Linked DNA regions of Mus musculus: region 2 is linked to region 1. The links are chromatin contacts, called in public HiChIP or PLAC-seq maps. All regions are on one chromosome and are shown on one strand. The core of a region is the stretch at or near the end of the contact, and the rest is flanking DNA. Distances in the headings are between cores, read along the strand shown. Region 1 has its middle 20 kb from the start of Gm36555. Region 2 overlaps Myo10 (myosin X).

Region 1 (5,772 bases), core at 1,447-3,946:
AGTCCTAACAGACCTTCAAAGAAGACCTAATACCAATACTGCTCAAACTATTTCACAAAATAGAAACTGAAGGAACTCTAACCAACTCATTCTAGGAAGCCACAATTACTCAAACACACAAAGACCCAACAAAGAATGAGAACTTCAGACCAATTTCCCTTATGACTATTGATGCAACAATACACAATACAATTCTTGCAAACCAAATTCAAGAACACATCAAAATGATCATCCATCATGATCAAGTAGGATTCATCCCAGGGATGCAGGGATGGTTCAATATATGGAAATCCGTTAACGTAAACCACTATATAAACAAACTCAAGGTAAAAAAAACATATGATCATTTCATTAGATGCTGAGAAAGCATTTGACAAAAACCCCTTCATGATAAAAGTTTTGGAAAGATCAGGAAATCAAGGCCCAGAGTAAAAGCAATATACAGCAAGCCAATAGCCAATGTCAAACTAAATGGAGAGATACTTGAAGATTGCTGAAAGCAATCTACAAATCCAATGCTATTCCCATCAAAATTCCAACTCAATTCTTCAAAGAGTTATAAAGGGCAATTTGCAAATTCATCTGTAACAACAAAAAGCCTAGGTTAGCAAAAACTATTCTCAACAATAAAAGAACTTCTGGTGGAATCACCATCCCTGACCTCAAGCTGTACTACAAAGCATTTGTGATAAAATAAATAAATAAATAAATAAAATTAAAAAACCTGCATAGTATTGGTACAGTAACAGGCAGGTAGATCAATGGAATGGAATTGAAGACCCAGAAATGAACCCACATACCTATGGTCACTTGATCTTTGACAAAGGAGCTAAAACCATCCAGTGGAAAAAAGACAGCATTTTAAACAAATGGTGCTAGTCCAACAGAAGGTTAGCATGTAGAAGAATGCAAATCAATCCATTCTTGTCTCCTTGTACAAAGCTCAAGTCCAAGTGGATCAATGACTTTCACATAAAACCAGAAACACTGAAACCAATAGAAAAGAAAGTGGGGAAAAGCCTCAAGGACATGGACACAGGGGAAAATTTCATCAACAGAACACCAATAGCTTATGCTCTAAGATCAAGAATTGACAAATAGTATCTCATAAAATTGCAAAACTTCTGTAAGGCAAAGGACACTGTCAATAGGACAAAATGGCAACCAACAGATTGGGGGAAGATCTTTACCAACCCTACATCTGATAGAGGGCTAATATCCAATATATACTAAGAACTCAAGAAGTTAGACTCCAGATAACTAAATAACCCTATTTAAAAATGGGGTACAGAGCTAAACAAAGAATTTTCAATTGAGGAATACCAAATGGCTGAGAAGCACCTAAAGAAATGTTCAACATCCTTTGTCATCAGGGAAATGCAAATGAAAACAACTCTGAGATTCCACCTCACATCAGTTAGAATGGCTAAGACCAAAATCTCAGATGAAAGCAGGTGCTGGCAAGGATGTGGAGAAAGAGAAACACTCCTCCATTGCTGATGAGGTTGTAAGCTGGTACAACCACTCTGGAAATCAGTCTGGTGGTTACTCAAAAAACTAGACATAGTACTACCTGAGGACCCAGCAATACCACTCAGGCATATTCTCAGAAGATGCTCCAAAATGTAATAAGAACCCATGCTCCACTATGTTCATAGTAGCCTTATTTATAATAGCCAGAAGCTGAAAAAACCCCAGATGTCCGTCAGCAGAGGAATGGATACAGAAAATGTGGTACATTTACACAATGCAGTACTATTCAGCTACTAAAAATAATGAATTTATGAAATTAGTAGGCAAAAGGATGGAACTAGAAAATATCATCCTAAGTGAGGTAACCCAATCACAAAGAACACACACTGTATGCACTCAATGATAAATGGATATTAGCCCAGAAGCTCAGAATACCCAAGATACAACTCACAGACAACATGAAACTCAAGAAGAAGGATGACCAAAGTATGGATACTTTGGTCCTTCTTAGAAGGGGGAACAAAATACCCATGGGAGGAGTTAAAGAGACAAAGTGTGGAGCAGAGACTGAAGGAAAAGCCATCCAGAGACTGCCCCACCTGGGGATCTACCCCATATACAGTCACCAAACCCAGGCACTATTATGGATGTCAACAAGAGCTTGCTGACAGGTCCCTGATATAGCTGTCTCCTAAGAGGCTCTACCACTGTCTGACAAATAGAGGTGGATGCTCTCAACCAACCTTTGGACTGAGCGCAGGGTCCCCAGTGGAGGAACTATAGAAAGGATCCAAGGAGCTGAAGGGGTTTGCAGCCCCATAGGAGGAACAACAATATGAACCAACCAGTACTCCCAGAGCTCCCAGGGACTGAAGCACCAACCAAAGAGTACACATGAAGGGACCCATGGCTCCAGCCACATATGTAGCAGAGGATGGCCTTGTCAGTCATCAATGGGAGGAGAGGCCCTTGGTCCTGTGAAGGTTATGCCCCAGTGTAGGGGAAAGCCAGGGCCAGGAATCAGGAGTGGGTGGGTTGGTGAACAGGGGGAGTGGGGAAGGGATAGGGGTTTTCAGAGGGGAACCCAGGAAAGGGGATAACATTTGGAATGTAAATAAAGAAAATATCTAATAAAAAAAAAATAGCTGGGCAGGACCCTGCTCTGGAATCACAGTCCCAAACATGCCTGGACCTAAAGTCACTCTGTCTCAGGCTGACCTTGAACTCAGGAATCCGCCTACATTTTTCTCTGCCTGTCTTTGTATCCTTCTGACAAGCTGGCTTATTGTGTAGCTGCCTCTGTTCCTTTAGATTTGTGAAGCTCCTTATACAATTCATATTGCATCCTGACATTTTTTACATAGTTGAGAAATTATGTATCTTTGAACTCAGGATATTTAGAGTTTTTTTCTACAGCCTTGAAGGCTGTCCTGAGGGTCCCAGCATTTACCTTTTGCTGAGACATTAGCCACACCTTTGCCACCTGGGCTGGTGCTTTGTCGGATTATCATAGAGTCATTAACAATGTTAACAGGGAGGACATTCCTCAGAGGAGGAATGTAAAATATGTCCTTATACCCGTAGAAGCCATCGACTCTCATGGAAGCCCATGCTGTCCATGTCCCAGGGGCAGTAAACATGGCACTTTGTCCCATCTATGGCTCTGTCGGACTCAGCATTTGTACACATTAGGCTATAAATTCCATGTTGAAGAAGTGACTTGGTTTGCCATCGAGCCCATCACAAACATATCCATCCACTTGGCTATGACATCTACCTGGTGTTCGCCTGAGCATGGCATTCACAGATGGGTTCACATTGGAATGTTGCCATATAAAAAAAGAATCGCATTAACTCTGTCACTTGCCAACCACAGGCCCATCATAAACATTTGCCAAATAAGTGAATTAATAAAGTAATTCACTCATAGAAATCTAATGAATCGTTGATGTGTAGCCAGTTTAACTGCCAGGGTATACTTGTGTCAAGCCCATTTTCACTTAATTTCTCCTTACAAGCAAGTTGGGGGAAGGGTGAAGAGGGAGTAAGAGACTTCATAAAAATAGCTTCACCGGGGCTCAGATTTCTCTGAAACACCTACAAGTGAAGGAGGTTGAGGCTAACAAGAGGATCACAGGTTTCCAAAAGCAATCCTCTCTTTAAAAACAGGCAAACTGCCATGTGTTGTAACAGAACTCCACAACCCCATCCCTGGACCCTTTCTGTCTAAGAAACATCGGTGCTCTCTGTGTCTTGCAGTACAGTTGATAGTTGTCTGTGTTCTTCCAGGGCCTTAAAGATCGGACTTTACCTGACTTGGGATGTATCCAGGATCTTTCACTCGACAGAAAATCCTGTAGCAGAGGACATGGGATGGCAGCTTTTCCTCTGGTTCTGAAAAAAGCAGGGACAAGTTAACTCACATCCGCCTATTTAGGAAAGTCATATTATAGGGAAACTGTCTTTATAGGATGTTAATATCCAGACAAATTTTGGAGCTAAGCAGTCTATGACATAAATATTCTTAGATGGACCAATGTCTGAGTCTACAATGTTATTTTACAGACAGAATTCCTCCTTAGATACATGAATTATATGTGAGATAAGGGAAAATGAGAATTTAATATCACGATCAGCTCTAGGCCAATTTTTGAATTAAACAGAAATTGAAATTTATGACTCTAATCTTATACCAGACACGCACACACACCACAAGGAGAGAGACAGAGACAGAGAGTAACATACTTTATATCTTATTTTAAAAAGCCAGGCTGGGCAGTGGTGGCACACGCCTTTAATGCCAGCACTTGGGAGGGAGAGGCAGGTGGATTTCTGAGTTTGAGGCCAGCCTGGTCTATAGAGTTAGTTTCAAGACAGCCAGGGCTACACAGAGAAACCTTGTCTCAAGGAAAAAGGAAGGAAGGAAGGAAGGAAGGAAGGAAGGAAGGAAGGAAGGAAGGAAGGAAGGAAGGAAGGAAGGAAGGAAGGAAGGGAAAAGACCCAGGAGCTAGGGAGGTAAGACATGCCTATGACACAAAACAAGAGTAGTACAGTTTCAGTCCAGCTAGGTTATATTGTTTGATCCTATCTCAGTTATTTTTAATCAAAAAAGCATTGAATGTTATTTATTAGTATTTTAATACAAATTTATATGTGTCCTAAGTCTCCTAGAGATATTTTATCTCTCCTCTTTTTTGTTTTTGTTTTTGTTTTTTTTTTGTTTTTGTTTTTGTTGTTGTTGTTGTTGTTGTTGTTGTTGTTGTTGTTGTTGTTTTCGAGACAGGGTTTCTCTGTGTAACCCTGGCTGTCCTGGAACTCACTCTGTAGACCAGACTGGCCTTGAGTTCAGAAATCTGCCTGCCTCTGCCTCCCAAGTGCTAGGATTAAAGGCATGTGCCACCACGCCTGGCACTCCTCATTTTTTAACAATAGCATAAAATAGTTGCTTCTGACAAAGGCACTTTGTTATTGAGCATTTTATTAGTTACACTTCTGTTGCTGTAATAAAACACCATGACCAAGGCTTCTTACAGGAACAAAACAAAACAAAACAAAACAAAAAACAATCGAGAGTTTATTTTGGCCCACAATTCCAGAAAGCTAAAGGTCCATCATGGAGGGGAAGTACTACGGTAGCCATCATGGAGGTAAGAGCAGGAAGCTGAGAGCTCACATCTCAATCAAAGGCACAAAGCAGAAGAGCTTGAACCAGAAGAGGCAGGACAGTGTTGTCAAAGCCCACCCCCAATGACACACTTCCTGTAGCAAGGCTACACCTCCTGAATCTCCCCTAAACAGTGGGGGACCAAGTATTCAGATGCCCAAGACTACAGGAAACAGTGCTCATTTCTCATTGACTGCTTTAGAGCCTTTGATTGAAGTTAGGGAGCAATCTTTGTAGAATCACACCATTTACACACCTGCCTACGGACTTCAAGTGTGTCATTTTGGAAGAGCAGCTTGTTTGTCCAGGAAAGATTTCTGCCCTCATCAGCCAACTGATGAAACCATTAACAGAAGAAGCCCAGCTTCCAGAACTTCTTCCTATTGTGCAGGAGCACAAGCACCCCCATGCCTCATCCATCTTCTTTTGACCAACGGCTCAGATAATAGCTCTGAGTTCATTTATCACTTTCTTAATTACTCATTCTGACTGTACTTCTGTGAAAACAAAGGCATCTTGATCTCCTTTGCTCTCTCCCGTTTTCCTTCAAAGCAAAGACCTTGCCCAGAAACCCCTGTGACTTGTTAGCAGGCCAAGTAGTTTTCAACAAGCTGGGTGCTGCACAGAACACAGCC
Region 2 (5,762 bases), core at 342-2,841, 460 kb after region 1:
CTAGGGAAGTTACCATGGTGGGGGGGCAGGGGGAGAAGGGATTTGGGGGATGAGAAAGAGAAAGAACATGAGCAGAGAGAGAAGTGGGGTGGGGGTACAAAATGTCTGCTTTATATAAGGAAGGACAGCCCAGGCCCGGGCTGCAATGTTTAGATTGGAGGCAGGGCATGCCAGGTAGGGACTGAGGGATGCTGGGAGAACCTAGAGGCCAGGTCTGCTTTGATATGTAAAATATGCACCTTAGTTCCTTCTCCTTAGGTCAAAATTCAACATCCCAGAACATTTTGGTGTCTATCTACTATTAAATAAGTACTTTGATGCTATGGAAATTTCCCATCCCCTTCTTGAACTTATATCTTACAAGTGTGGCTAGCAAAGGTCTTAACAGAAACTCTGTATGAGTCTGGCAGGCAGGTGCTCTGTGACCCTAGACAAGTTAATCAACTTCTCTGTGCTTCAGGTAATGAGTGCATCATCTATCAAAAGGGGATAGCAATGAAACCTATCTAATAGAATTGCAAAAATGTGTGCCTAAAATTGGAGTCCATGCTAGCTTTCCGTGGCACTAATGCTGTTGCTGGTAGGTTTGTGGTTGGGCTTCCTACTGGTAACGTGAGTTCAATGTTTACCATCATTGCCCCTTGTAAAAGCAGATCAATCCAGGTACTACTAGGTCAGGAGGGTCCCACTGGACCAGAGATTCAGAGGGTGGCTGTGGCACTCACAGGGTGTCACTTCACACTTGACCTTGCCCAATCATTAAGGAGAGAGACCGCAGGTTCCCTTCCCAATCCCCCCTTAGTAATCCTCTTACTTGGCCTCCCAAATGCTAGGTTATAGGTATGTGTCACCATGCCTGACAAAAACTGGACTTCTTTTTGTTTTGTTTTAATTGCATGTTCAACCAAGTCAGCAACTGAGAGATTGGTCCCCAGCCGTTTGATGCTAAAATCTGGCAAATGTATTTCCAGCATATTTGCTTCCGGGAATACTACAGAACAGAGCGCATCCTTTGCCACCAGTGCCACCAGGCCACTGTCCTTATCTCTTCCCTCAAGAAGTTTTCATCTCTGAGAACTGTCTGTGGAGATGAACCCCTTCCTTTACCCCATGTCCAGTTAGGCCTGATGTATGCGCATCTGACCCACATAGAGCATTTGTTTCCAAGAAAGCAAAACTCTTCAAAGTTGACTTTCCTAACTGCAGTTTTTATTTGTCTGGTGCCAGGGATTCAGGCCTGGTATAAATAAGCAAGAGAGAGAGCCCTGGCACTGAGCTGAGCCCCAGGCTCATGGTTTGGCTTGAGAAAATCTCGCTTGCTTTCAGCGAATCATTCCGTGCTTGCTTCCTGTTTCCTCATCCAGGGAATACAGTGAACAAGCCACCCACAGCAGCAGAGTCTCTGCTAGGGTGCTATGTGTGCTGAAGAAACCGGACGGCTCACTCACTGAGAAGCTAGAGCTATGGCTCCTGCCCAGGCTGCCTGCGTTGAGGATTTGGAATTCCTTCCTGAAGGAAGGACTTGAGGTTGAATGGTGTGAAATTCCTTCAGTTTTGAGACTCTATGGGCTAGGGGTGGAGCTCAGTTGGGAGGATGTTTGTCTAGCCTATGTGAAGTCCTATTTTTAGCTCCTACTACCACATAAATGAGGCATAATCTCAGGAGGCTGGAAGGTCAGTTGGAGGTCATTCTAGGTTACCCAATTGAGGCTAGGGTATATGAGACTTTGTCTCGAAAAACAAACTAACTAGGTAATCGTGGTGATAGTTACAATGAGCTGTGCAGTCATCACAACTCATTATGAATTTTATAGTCAGATATGCATAACACCGCATCTCTTCTAGAGACAGTCATTTCCTGCCTTTCAAACCCAACGTTGTAAAAACCCTGTAGATCTTCAGTGTTAAGTGTAGTGCAGCAGTGATTGATGGTAAGAGTTCTGCAGGGTGTTGGTTCGAAACCATAGCCAGGGACATCATTCCAAGCTGCAGTCATTGCTCTGAAATTAGAACCAGTTACATGGCCGTCCTCTGAGCTGCCCACCCTTCTCATTGTGTTATGCAGCATTCTCCAAGGTTCGCTTAGGGGACTCGAGGGTGTGCAGAGATTTTATCCTAGTCCTGGGATCGTGGGTGCCCTGGTACCTCATCAGCGTGTGGCGCTCCGGCAGGCGCCATGCGGCGGGCAGGGTTGTCGTACCCACGCTTTGCCAGGCTTTTCTTGCGGTCTGTGGATTGTTTTCCCCATGCTCAGCGGCATCCTAACGTTTCCAGGTAAGAGTCTGGGAAGGAGGCACAGGCCAGAAGGACAGCTCAGTTAGGATGTGAGTTCAGTGTCTAGAACCAACTCAGAAAGCTGGGCAGGGTGGCACATCCTTATGTGCCCAGCAAAGGAAGAAACAGGGAAATGCCTGGGTCTCCCTGGTCAGCTAGTCATCAGTGAACTCAGATGCAGTGAGAGGGCCTGTCTCAAAAGATAAGAAAATCTCTCCTAAGAAATGACAGCTGAGATGGCCCTCTGAGCTACACAGACACACAGAGAAGAGCACAGTAATCGACAGACAGACAGACAGGCAGGCAGGCAGGCAGGCAGACAGATGAAAGGACCAAAGATAAGAAACTCAGTTTTCTTTGATTTACTAAGTACAGTTGAAATGCCCCTTTACCATAGGCAGGTGACACCATTCCTGTTGCATGATGTGTATGACCCAAGGCTGGGTCACATTTTGAGTCAATCAGATTTAGAAGGGTGTACATATCGGTCTCTGCCTGCACTATGTAGCTTCTGCCCTTCATTCCCAGGTGCCCTGGTGCCCTCGTCTTTAAATTTCCGGTGGCAAACATTTGCCCATGATTTATTTACCTTACGATGTTGTCTAGGTATTTTGCCATCTTATTTCAGACTGAAGAAAAATACTTTCTTCTTCTCTTTTTACACTTCCTAAGAGATCTTTCTTTCCTTTTTTTTTTTTTTCTTCCCATATTTGACTAAATTCTTCAAGCGTATGTTAAAAATGTGCTTCCTCCTGCCTTCAGTAGGCCGGCTTTCTCTTCCCTTCAGCCCTTAGGCATTTAAAAAGCCTTGATGCCTGCTGGGCCTTTAAACATGCTTTCTCCATGTCTGGGGAGCAAGCTTGGAGCTTTTAAGGAGTGCGGCAAGTCTTCTCTGACCTACTTCCTTTGGCTGCACTGCATGCACAGATAGGGTCTGTCACAGATAGTCCCTGCCTTAAATTCCCCGGGCTCAGTCTCCTGGTGACAGGCGATACTCAGCCTTTTACTTGGAGTTATTTTACTTGGCTTTTGTATTGTTTGTCTTTGAGACAAGGTCACACTTGCTTACAGCCCTGACTGGCCTGGAACTCTCTACATAGAGCAGACTTTGAACTTGTCCGATCCTCCTGCCTCAGTGTCCTGAGTAACTGTAACTGTAAGAACAGGCATGTGTGCCACCAGCCAGTTCAGACACCACGTGACTGACTCTTTGACCCAGGGTTTCCTTGGTTTTTGAATGTTTCCCAGGTGTGCAGCCCTGGGCAGGGTCAGCACTTGGAACACATTCTCCATCACAATGAGATTCTCTCTTTCCCTCTCCCCACCTCACCCCTGCCGGGTGGCTCCACTTTCTATTTCCCTCTTCCCTCCATTGGAATCGATTCATAGAATCTTTTGTGATGGATTCTTTCACTTAGCACAGGAGTTCTCAACCCTCAGGTCGTCTAAGACCATGGGAAAGCACAGAAACTTACCTGACAGTTCATAACAGTAGTAAAATTACAGTTAGAACGTAGCAGTGAAAATCATTCTATGGTTGGGGGTCACCACAACATGAGGAACTGTGTTATAGAGTCTTCGCATTAGAAAGTCCCAGAAGCACTGTCATAGCTTGACTGTTTTGTAACCTGTGTGAGCAGGTCATTCCTTTCTAGGCCGGATTATATTCCATCACAGAGGATAGACAGTCAGGCCTTTGTATCCATGAGCCCTGCTCTTGCAGAGGACCTGGGTTCAGTTACCTGCACCCACACTGGGTGACTAACAACTGCCTGTAAGTACTGCTCCAGGGGATCCAACACCCTCCTCTGACATTGTGGGGATGGGCACACACAACCATATATACACATATACACATATGCAGGTATCAGAGGGGCTTATAAGATCCTGCCCCTAACTGACAAAAGTATTGGCGGTTGACAGCTCCTGGTAAGGAGAGGCAACTTGATTCTAGTGTGTGGCCTCTGGTAGGTTGGTCATGTCATTAGATGAAGGAATGAAGTAAAATTAATAAACCTTTTTTTTTGTTTGTTTGTTTTTTGGTTTTTTTTCAAGACAGGTTTTCTCTGTGTAGCCCTGGCTGTCCTGGAACTCACTCTGTAGACCAGGCTGGCCTCGAACTCAGAAATCCCCCTGCCTCTGCCTCCCAAGTGCTGGGATTAAAGGCGTGCACCACCACCGCCCAGCAAATTAATAAACCTTTTTTAAAAAATGAATGTGGACAGGGCCTGAGGCACAATACTTAAGGTTGCCTACGTTCCTCATACCTGTGTGCACCTGTGCAGTCATGAGCACACGAAGTTGGACTATTCTGAAATGTCTTTTTTTTTAATAAATCTTTTTTTTAAACATTTATTTATTTATTTATTTATTTATTTATTTATTTATTTATTTATTATATGTAAGTACACTGTAGCTGTCTTCAGATACTCCAGAAGAGGGCATCAGATTTCATTACAGATGGTTGTGAGCCACCATGTGGTTGCTGGGATTTGAACTCGGGACCATCGGGAGAGCAGTCGGCGCTCTTAACCACTGAGCCATCTCGCCAGCCCCTGAAATGTCTTTTAAAGGTGCACTCAGACTGAAACTTTTTGTTATCTCTGCTTCTTCCTTCTTCAGCGCAGTCTGCTGTTCTTTTCGTCTCCTTTTCTTCTAAGCCATCTCTTTTGCACTCAAACCTGCTCTTGCGCACACGTGTGCCCAGCTATGCGGTCATCCACAGGTCTGGCTCACACGTGTGCCCAGCCATGCGGGCATCCACAGGTCTGGCCAGTCTTGCAGGAAGGGCTGGGCTGTACTTGTTCTTCTGCAGCCTCCTTTTCAAAGTGGGTCCAGAATCAGCGGCTGGCTCTTTGCATCTTCTTGTTGAAGCTGCTGACACTCTGGGCAGCTGATACCGGGTGGCCCTACCCCTCCTGTGCTGGGTTATGGTCTGAGTGCTGTCTTGCTAGCAAGGGTATCCTTTCATAATAAAGGTCTGGCCATGTCCACACCCAGACTCTCCTTTTGAGCCCCAAAAGCATTCTGTCTCGAATGCCATGTTCCTCTTCAGCATAGGACTATTTTCTCCATTCCATCCCTACCGCCATACAGCAACCCAGACCCAGGCAGGCAGGCAGGCAGGCAGGCAGGCAGGCAGGCAGGCCGGCCGGCCCTTTCGTACCCCATCCCTTAGTCTGTTAGTCTCTGCTGCTTCTCTGCATTACAACAAGCCTTCCCTTCCTGGTTCGAGGTCACGTGCTGCCTGGGGCTCTCTAGCTGTTTTCTCTCTCCTGTTTTGTGTCTTTTTAAAACAATCTTTTCGTTCTCATTCATACACATGCATGAACCTTATCTAGGTTATATCACCGCCTCCGCCTCCTCCCTTCTCATAGCTTGGTGTCATCTTTTTTTTTTTTTTTAAAGGGTCCAGTTAGTGTTGTCTTTATGCATATAAGCAGGTATAGAAGCGTCTAATGACATGACCAACCTACCAGGGGCCAGAA

What was found. HiChIP or PLAC-seq counts read pairs in DNA pulled down with a chosen protein or histone mark.
Region 2: an H3K27ac HiChIP or PLAC-seq map of embryonic stem cells shows a contact between it and region 1, with 5 read pairs. The contact joins two enhancer-like sites. A contact is called at or near these places in 3 of 115 datasets of contacts at active chromatin or transcription factors (all in embryonic stem cells) and 1 of 9 other capture datasets (pancreatic islet).

What each region holds. Positions count from the first base shown.
Region 1 is chr15:25,309,460-25,315,231 of GRCm38.p6, forward strand. No RefSeq gene overlaps it. Among named protein-coding and RNA genes, the nearest start is that of Gm36555, 20 kb to the right of the region's middle. Within about 2 kb of position 2,697, at least 6 of the 459 cell types and tissues checked have an H3K27ac peak or open chromatin away from gene starts, as enhancers often do. A contact at or near this core is called in embryonic stem cells, where this site is marked.
Region 2 is chr15:25,766,505-25,772,266 of GRCm38.p6, forward strand. All of the region lies in intron 19 of Myo10 (myosin X), which reads left to right. Among named protein-coding and RNA genes, the nearest start is that of Retreg1, 74 kb to the right of the region's middle. Within about 2 kb of position 1,592, at least 111 of the 459 cell types and tissues checked have an H3K27ac peak or open chromatin away from gene starts, as enhancers often do. A contact at or near this core is called in embryonic stem cells, where this site is marked.